Regions from separate parts of the Mus musculus genome. Here region 2 is linked to region 1. Evidence: chromatin contacts called from public Hi-C data. All regions are on one chromosome and are shown on one strand. Each heading gives the region's core, a stretch centred on a gene start, on an enhancer-like site or on the middle of the called end of the contact. The rest is flanking DNA. Distances are from core to core; before and after follow the strand shown. Region 1 holds the start of Stard7 (START domain containing 7). Region 2 holds the start of Kcnip3 (Kv channel interacting protein 3, calsenilin).

What was found. A called contact is a pair of places that touch in the nucleus more often than the background predicts.
Region 2: a Hi-C map of liver shows a contact between it and region 1, with 2.2 times the contacts expected there. The contact joins the promoter of Kcnip3 here to the promoter of Stard7 in region 1. A contact is called at or near these places in 1 of 39 promoter capture datasets (the 3T3-L1 cell line), 1 of 484 Hi-C or Micro-C datasets (liver) and 1 of 9 other capture datasets (adipose tissue).

Annotation. Positions count from the first base shown.
Region 1 is chr2:127,268,287-127,272,638 of GRCm38.p6, reverse strand. It overlaps Stard7 (START domain containing 7), which reads right to left and starts at 2,410. Exons shown (of 8, transcript NM_139308.2): 1 at 1,759-2,410. The coding sequence starts at 2,057.
Region 2 is chr2:127,519,084-127,523,435 of GRCm38.p6, reverse strand. Kcnip3 (Kv channel interacting protein 3, calsenilin) reads left to right here and starts at 2,044. Exons shown (of 9, transcript NM_019789.4): 1 at 2,044-2,198. The coding sequence starts at 2,184. All of the region lies in intron 2 of Gm35478 (a long non-coding RNA gene), which reads right to left.

The DNA of each region.
Region 1 (4,352 bases), core at 1,161-3,660:
TTGCGTACACAGGACTGCCTGTGATTATGACTTTAAAATGTTGTTTTAAAAAGTCTTCTTTTGCTGGAAGTGGTGGCGCATGCCTTTAATCCCAGCACCTGGGAGGCAGAGGCAGGTGGATTTCTGAGTTCGAGGCCAGCCTGGTCTACAGTGTGAGTTCCAGGACAGCCAGGGCTACACAGAGAAACCCTGTCTCGAAAAAACAAAAACAAACAAACAAACAAAAAAACTGAGAATAGAGTAATGTTTATATTGTGACCTATTTGCTATTAATATCCATATGGTAAGTTTCAAATTGTGCAATACTGATTTGAAAACTAGTCTCATGCTAGAAAAAATAATTGGGACTATCTTCCTAGTAAGAAAAATGGCGGGGCTGGTGAGATGGCTCAGTGGGTAAGAGCACCCGACTGCTCTTCTGAAGGTCCAGAGTTCAAATCCCAGCAACACATGGTGGCTCACAACCATCCCTAACAAGATCTGACTCCCTCTTCTGGTGTGTCTGAAGACAGCTACAGTGTACTTACATATAATAATAAATAAAACTTTAAAAAAAAAAAAAGAAAGAAAAATGGCTTTTAACAAGGTCGAGGGTGTTGAGGGTAGTATGGCCGCAGAAAAAAAAGAAGACTTTTTTTGTTGTTTTTTGTTTGTTTGTTTGTTTGTTTGTTTTTGGTACCACTGCCAGGCGTTGTTTGTTTTTCAATACAGGATTTCTCTGTGTAGTCCTGAAACTCTCTTTGTAGACCGGGCTGGCCTTGAACTCTGCCTCCTTCTACTTCCCAAAGGTATGAGGTAGGTAGGTTTAAGGTATGAGCCACCATGCTCAGCTCTGCTCTCATTTGTAACGTTAAGATCAAAAACAAAAAAAAGTAAAACAGGTTCTCTCCTTAAGAAATATCTAGAAGAAGCTGGTGTTGGTTACTGAAACTACGGTTTAGAATGGAGGGTGTTAGGTGGAGGGGTAAGGAGCACAATTTGAGACTGTTTAAAAGGAATATAGAAATGTAATGTAAAAGCACTTTCCTTTAAAGATTATCTATCTAAAAGTTATAAAGTCTCAGAACTACAGGTTAACAAAAATAAATCAATGCCAATGGGCTTTTCCACAGACAAAACATAATGGTACAGTATTCGAAGAGTTCTAAAACAGTAAAAACAAAACAAACAAACAAAAAAAACCTAACCTAACTCTTACTGGTTAGAATATCCAGGCCATTGCTTTGTGCAAACAGACAAAATCCCTCCCAGCTTCTTGAATGTGCCAAGACACAAGTCACAATGACAGTGGGCTGTCCGCGCAAAGCCCGAGTTCCATCTGGATCGCAGTCATTTTATAAATGGCATGCTACATCACACACACACACACACACACACACACACACACACACACACACCCTTGGGCTTATTTTAAGCCCTATTTTGAATTTGCACTTTTCTGGGTACACTGATTACCCGAAAAATCACCTGTATACCTCAGATATCTAATTTGGTTTTGGAGTATTTTCTTTAGTGTCATACTACCCATTCGAAGTCGTCTCTCTTGTGGTTATTTTTAACCTGACAAGTGGATTTAACAGGCATGGGGGCAGTAACACGGGGTGCTAAAATGGGTTCAATCTATTGCATCGTACTCAAAAGACCACTGGGCAAACTGGGCACTGTCAACAGCTCAAGCCCCAAGGTGCCCACCAACCTCCCGCCCAGGCCCACCCTTCTCTACGGAACAGGGACGCCAACTGCAGCCAAGAGGCTCACCTCTGCAACTCCTCCTCCTGGATTCTCTCCTCGTCCCATACGAAAACACCGGAGAGCGCCGCCATCAAAACAGAGGCATGGCCGGGGCGGCCTCGCAGCCGGCGCCAGAAGCGTCCGAGCAGGGCGCAGCGCGAGCTCTCGGAATACAGGCGGCCGTAGAGCTGCGCGATCTGCTGCGCTCGCCGCACGCGCAGGCCCGTCACGAAGCGGCACTGATTGGCCAGCGCGGACAGCAGGCCCCCGCCCCGCGCGCCCGCCAGCCAGGCGGCCAGGGTGGCCGGTGGCCTCCTCGGGAACATGTCGGCCTCTGTGGATTCCCGCGCCTGCCGCGGGGCCCCGGAGAGGAAGGGCTGGGGGAAGGCAGGCCGGGCCGTCCGCGCAGTCCCCTTAACGGGTTGACCCCGAGGCCACCTCACGCTCCAGAAGCCAGGAGCCGTCCCTCATGCCTTTTTGCAGAAGCGGCTGAGGTAGCGTGGCTTCCGAGGAGAGCGCCGTTGCACGAGGCCCTCTCGGTCCCGACAGCCCGCCCGTCTGTGTGTACGGCGGGAACTCGCGGGGCCCCCGCGGCCAGGGCGCGGGAAGCAAAGCGGTGGCCGTCCCAGGCCACAGCAGAAGCGGTCCCGTGCGCCTGTGTCCGCCTCTCGCGCCGAGTGCGCGCAACCTAACCTGTTTGTCCTGCCCGCACTCTGATTGGGCGCATCTCAGAACCCTGGGCGCTCATTGGCTAAGCCAAAGTGCTCCTCCGCCCTTGCTCCGGGCTGCCTGGTAGCAAGCTAGGTGGCGTGGCGGGAGGGCCTGTCAAGGGCGCCTGGAGAGTGACCCTCGGACCCGGCGGTGCAGCCATTTAGGGACGTCTCACCCGGTCCGGAGGAGAGGCACGGTCAGGTGCGGTGGCGTTCCGTTGTCCTGAGAGGCCCGGCCTGTTTCCCTGTTCTCTACAGTCCCGGGAGGGGCGGTGCACGCCCTACGTGACCCCGCACCTATCACAGCCCAGGGGCAGCTTCCTTGGTCCCCCTTGCCCTGATTCCCCGAGCCCTCCTAAGTATCTGCGGCAGGGACGCGGTTCTGGGTTCCGGCTCCGAGAGAGTACGGGTGGTCCATCCTTAGGGCCGAAGAACACCTTGCAGAGAACTCGAGGGCGGGTGACCCGTTGCTCTCTGAAAATGCGTTAGGCCTGAGCAGTCTCTGACTCGGAGGAGGCAACAAGGTAGGAGAGTAACCAGGTTTCCCAAAACCTGTCTGGCCACGTGTATGTAACCTAATGGTTACTACATGGAGTCTCAGGATACATCAGTATTCTAAGCCAGGGCCTGGTGGCTCATGTCTGTAATCCCAGCACTCCAGAGGCTGAGGCAGGAGCATTGCCAGCCTGAGCAACAGTGTGTCTCAAATAAATAAATAAATAAATAAATAAATAAAATTGCCAGCCTGAGCAACAGTGTGTCTCAAATAAATAAATAAATAAATAAATAAATAAATAAATAAAATTGCCAGCCTGAGCAACAGTGTGTCTCAAATAAATAAATAAATAAATAAATAAAAATTCTCTGTCCAGTTATAAGATGGAAATAATAGCTGCCCCTTAAGTGAAGAATCAGTCTGCCTCCATTTTAGTCTTAAAAGTCATCTTACAGATAGTAAAGACAAGCCAGTTCACTCCTTTTTATGATTAAACCTGTTTCTCAAGGATTGAGCTATGCCCCACCTATAACCTTAACCACAAATAGTTCTGTACTGTCTCTTCCTAGAATCGTAGTCATTTCTTTGTTTTTTAAAAGTTGTGTATAACCATCTTGCAACCCTACCTCTATTTCAAAAGGCTATACAACCACCTATGACTACCTTGTTAGGCCTACCTTGCAACCGTGCCTTTGTTTTAGGGACCCTTGTAAAACTAACTTGTTATGCTTACAGTGTGCCTCTGTGACCCGGCCCATTTTACCCACCAAATCCCCCGTTTGGAAACTCCCTACCACTGACCTATAAAAGCCTTGTCTTCCTCACATCCAAGGCTGATCTCTGGAACCCCACCTTAGAGGGAGGCAGCCCTCATACATGAATTAATTTAACCATGCTGATTTGGGTCAGTGGTCTTACTCTTCCCATGTTTGCTATTAACACAAGAAGCTTTACAGTAAATTCTTTCTTTCTTTTTTTTTTTTTTAACTTAAGAATCTTAGCAGGGCATGGTGGCACAAACCTAACCAGCACTCCAGAGGCAAAGGCAGATTGGCTCTCTGTGAGTATGAGGACAGTCTGGTGTACAAAGCAAGATCGTGAGCTTGGCCCTCAGCCGATGGGAAAAGACACAGCTACCATCTGAGTTAGAAGAAAAACCAAGTGCACTTCCTAGGTTGCCTTGTCTAGACACTTCAATTGGAGTGGCAGTCTTTTTCTTTTTGACCCTAAGCGTTTCTAACAAGGAGAACCTGCAGACAGCTCCCAAAGCAGTTTCTTCAAACAAGGAAACTGGGGCTGGGGAGGGGGACTTGTGCATAATTATACTGGAGAGACTTGCCATTCCATCTGGAGCTGGGCACATTCCTGCAGTGCCCACTCATGCCTTTTCACACAGAACGAGCTTTAAAATATCA
Region 2 (4,352 bases), core at 795-3,294, 250 kb before region 1:
CTGGGGAGGGTTCAGAGGACTCCAAGGTCTTTGGTTGTGTTTTTGTGAGTTTCTCTCTTGCATAGGAGGAAAGGGCTCCAGTCAGCTGTAGTGGCCCACAGCTGAGTCTTCGAGTGTTATAATACAAAGAAGAAAACAGCCTCCTGAAATATGGAATTATCCCTCCTTCTTCCTCATGCAATCTGTACCCCACCCCACCCCCGGCCCACCCGAGGAAGCCACAGCCAAGATCCATCACCCTAACAGTTTTCAAACCACACTGGACCTCCTTCAGCATCCTAAACCTTTTTGTGGGTCAGCAGGCCCCCAATCTTCTCAAATTCCAAGAGTTTAGGGGAAGTCAGCCTGTGCCCATGTGGCAAAGCAAGGCTGAGGTCCACTTGAGGAGATCTGCTTCAGCCCTTTTCGTTCCTCCATCTCCCAGAGACCCTGGAAGGACCCCAGCAATGCCCAGGCCCTGGGAAAGTCTGAGAGGACCCAAGGAAAGGGGGTCAGGTGACTTGAGGCTCCTGGCAGGGCACAGATGCCCATTCATACGTTTTATGAGGAGGGCCTGCTGGATAGGGCTGGGGAGGTTGCTGGCTCCCTGGTAGGCCCAGGACGGAAGGGTTCTGTTCTAGGCTGGCTCTGCCACAGCCTGTTACTCCCAAGGAGCTCCTATCAGAGGAGTGGAATCTCAGCAAGGGAGCCAAGCAGAGACTTGTGGCTCTCTAGAAAGAGGCACTGACTTGGAGTGGAGTGCTCAGACAACCCTGCCTCTCAAAAAATGCCACAAGTAAGGACAGGGCTTGATTCCTGAATCGTGGACATGTAACTGGTGGGTAGAGAGTTCCTCCAGAACTGGCTCTGAGTGAACACAGTCTGGATATACTGCTTTGTTGGATAGGTAAAGACTCAGCTTTCCTGAGTTTTGCCATCATTAACATAGACTGGGATAATGACCCTTTTCTTCTAAGCCCACTATGCCACTCCAAGGCCTTATGGGAATTTGCCTAATGCCAAGTCAGTTTGGAAGATTGGCACTGACCCCGGAGCCTCTGGGACCCTTGTCGTCCTCTTTCCCAGAGAGCCCTCTGTGGGAGAGTCTCTTGCCCGGAGTGAAGTCCTGCTGTGCAGATGGCAGAACTGTCCCCTCCCCTCTGGGGACAGCTTTCCTGCCTCGGGATCAACAGCCCCAGGGTTTTGCCCGGGGAGGGTCTAGCAGCTGCCGCTAATTGGCTGACTCAATAAAAAGGGGGTGGGACAGGGTAGGAAGGGCAAGCAAGTGCTCCTGGGCTTTCTGGGAAAGAGGGGATGGCTCAGGCTCTGTTTCCATGGGAACTACTGGCACTGGCAGGCTCCTCCGGGCGCCAAAAAGGGAAACTTGGCGCTGGTCTCCGTACCTGGCTCCTGGTGGATTCCCTTGGGCATTAGAAAATGCCCAAGAGCTTGTCTCCCACAGGGCAGGAAGGAGCCTTCCCGAGGACGGTCAGGACCCTCGATCCCTTCTCCATCCCCAGGTCCCACGCCAGGAGATCTAGGGGAGGTCCCGTGGTTGCTCTGAATGCCTGAATTTGGTCCCAACCTCAAGTCAAAGGACAGTGAAACTGGGAAAGTGTGAAGTGCTCGCTCCAGCTTGGAAGGTTTTCATACAGCAAGGCCTATGAGGGGTCGCACAGAGGTGACTAACAGATAGGGGAGAGCAACAAGAGGTGTTAGGACCCCAGGTGTTACCTTAGTGACGTAATCCCAAGGGCTCCTCTCTGTCCTGCGCAGGGACTGGTGGTGGAGTACCCTCCCTTCTATCCCTGTGACTGGGAAGGGTAGGAACAGACCCTGTACTAGAGGGAGATGAGAACCAGGGACAGACCCTGAGCCTAACTAAGCAAGGGGGGTTGGGGGCCAGATAGGCTGAGAGGCCAGGACTAGGAGCACAGGAAAAAGAGAAACTGGAGGTTGTCAGGATGGAGGCGAAGGAGGGGGGAGATAAGAGGGGGAGGGAAGAGGCAGAGGAAGAGAGGTGGAGCTAAGACTCGGAAGGAAGGGAGGGTGGAAGGAGTGGGCAGGGGGCGGGAGAGAAACCTCCAGTGACAATTGCGTCTGGGTCCAAGCAAACATGAGGCAGCTGCCAGCCGGACCAAGCAGTCTGGCTTGCTCGGGCTGCAAAGCGGGAAGATTAGTGACGGTCCCTTTCAGCAGCAGAGATGCAGAGGACCAAGGTAGGCGCTGAGGGGCTGAGGACTTGCCTGGACTTGGGGAAGGTGGGGCTCTGATGTTGGTCTTGACTAGAGAGTATTTTCACAGTGGTCCTTGGCCCCTACTCTCGCTAATCCATATAAGGGAAAGTAATTGTTCAGAGCATTCCTGCCTGGGAGGCTGGAATCCCGTGGCCTTTGGATGGAAGAGGCTCTGGGTGTCTGTGGACAGAAGAGAAGCTTGAAATTAGCTCCATGGCTGGTCCTGTTCAGTTAGGTCCTTGGGGCAGGGGCTGGGGTAGCTGACCCTGACCCTAGCCTCATAGATCTTAGTGAGACACAGGAGCATGGAAAAGGATGTCTTATGTGTGTGGGCAAGCCAACGGGCAAAGCTTTCAAGTAATCCATCAATGAATGAATGAAGACCCCCCCTTCTTCTTAAAGCACTATGAGACCCCTAATAAAATCACAAACATCTCTGCCTCTGTGGAGCTGTTGGGGGATGGAGAGAGAGGGGAGGCAAAGAGGCACCCGGTACAAAGTTCAAGAAATAGTAGCCAGGTGAGGGGAAGAAGAGAGACAAAAAAAAAATTAAAAAAAAAACAAAAGGTGTGCTCCAGCTTAGCACCGACCCTCAGAAAGTCTGACCTGGATGCCGCACACAAGTCCAGGGTAATCTTGCTTAGGGGGAGAAAGGATCAGATCCAGGTCCGGTTGAATGCCCCAAATAAGGAAATCAAGGTCTTATTTAAAAAAAAAAATAGATATTGGGCTGGCATCTTACAGTCTTTCTTCCCAAAAGATGTCTTCCTGCCCCACTCCCAATGAGGGCAAGCAGCCCAGAGAGGGCTGGAGACTGATTTCAGGCCATTCTGCCCCAGAGTCCAGGTTACTATCCCTGTCCTCTGGTCCAGTTCCCAGAATACCATGAAGGATCTGCAGATGGAACAAAGCCCTTTGAGCACAAGGGCAGGGTACCTTGAAAGGTACTTTCTCTCTTGTCACACCTGTCTCTAGAAAGCTCTGGACTGGCACAGCAGAAGCATAAACAGCTCTCTGTCCCAGACTCACATCCACACTCAGATGATAGGTGAAGCTGTGTGCATCTACAGACATTGGACACACAGATACCCTATGACTGTACCCCTCCCTCACAGAGCCCAGCAACGTGACTCTGTGTGTCCACAGATACAGGGAGTTCTACAGCCATGTGTGCATAGACCTGCACACAGCTGGCACTGTCCATCAGCAGGGGATAGCATAGCCCCCTTCCCTTTACCCATCTCTGGTGGCTCTAATTCCCAGAATTCTTCCTGGGTCCTTAACCACTACTCCCCTACCAGATGAGCAGAGTGTGAGGTCAGAGTCCCATAGTCCACTTGGCTGTTCTATTGGCCATTGTGGCCTCCACTGTGCCCACCATTGGCTCCTGGGCACTCATGGAACTCATTAGGCTTATGGCTGCCCCCTGGATTTCCATGTGTAGCTTGGCCCAAGATGGAAGCCAGCACCACAGTGACAGTGGAGCTGGATAAAGTCCCTACTGTCCCCTACCAGTAGGAGATTATGGAGGTAGCAGGACGGACAGCAACTAACATAGGCTGGGAGATGGCCACACTTGTCACAGTCACTAGCTGACCCAGTTCTGTCCCTGCCTTCTCACCATACCCTAGCCGTCCCTTTAGTAGCTTTCATTTGGCCCTGCAGAGTGGGCACTGACCACAATGCCAGGCCTCCTGGCCAAACCCTGTGTTGGGAGGAGAGAGCCAGCAGCATCCAGATTCAGAGGTGGTAAAGTGGACACTGGGTCAGTTTGGCTCTGGGAGCCTCCCCAGCTTCTTGCAAGTCTGACCTTAATTTGCCCTGTTTGCAGAAGCGGTAACTGAGCACAGACAGGACCTCCCCTCCTAAACCGTTATCCTCATGCAGCGCACCCAGGACTTGGTGTTGTTCTTACTCTATAGGTGAGGAACAGAGGTGGGTCCTGAACTGCATGCAGTGTTGAGACTGGATCTGAGCGGTCTTGCCTTCTGCAGCACAGACACCAAGCTCTAGGTGAGGGTGTCCGGTGGAGAGTGATAGGCGCAGACTCCAGGGGACAGAGGTGTGCCTTTAACCAGGCAGCCAAGGAGGTTTGACTGGAGACTATTTGTGCCTTCTTAGCCTGTCACTCAATGG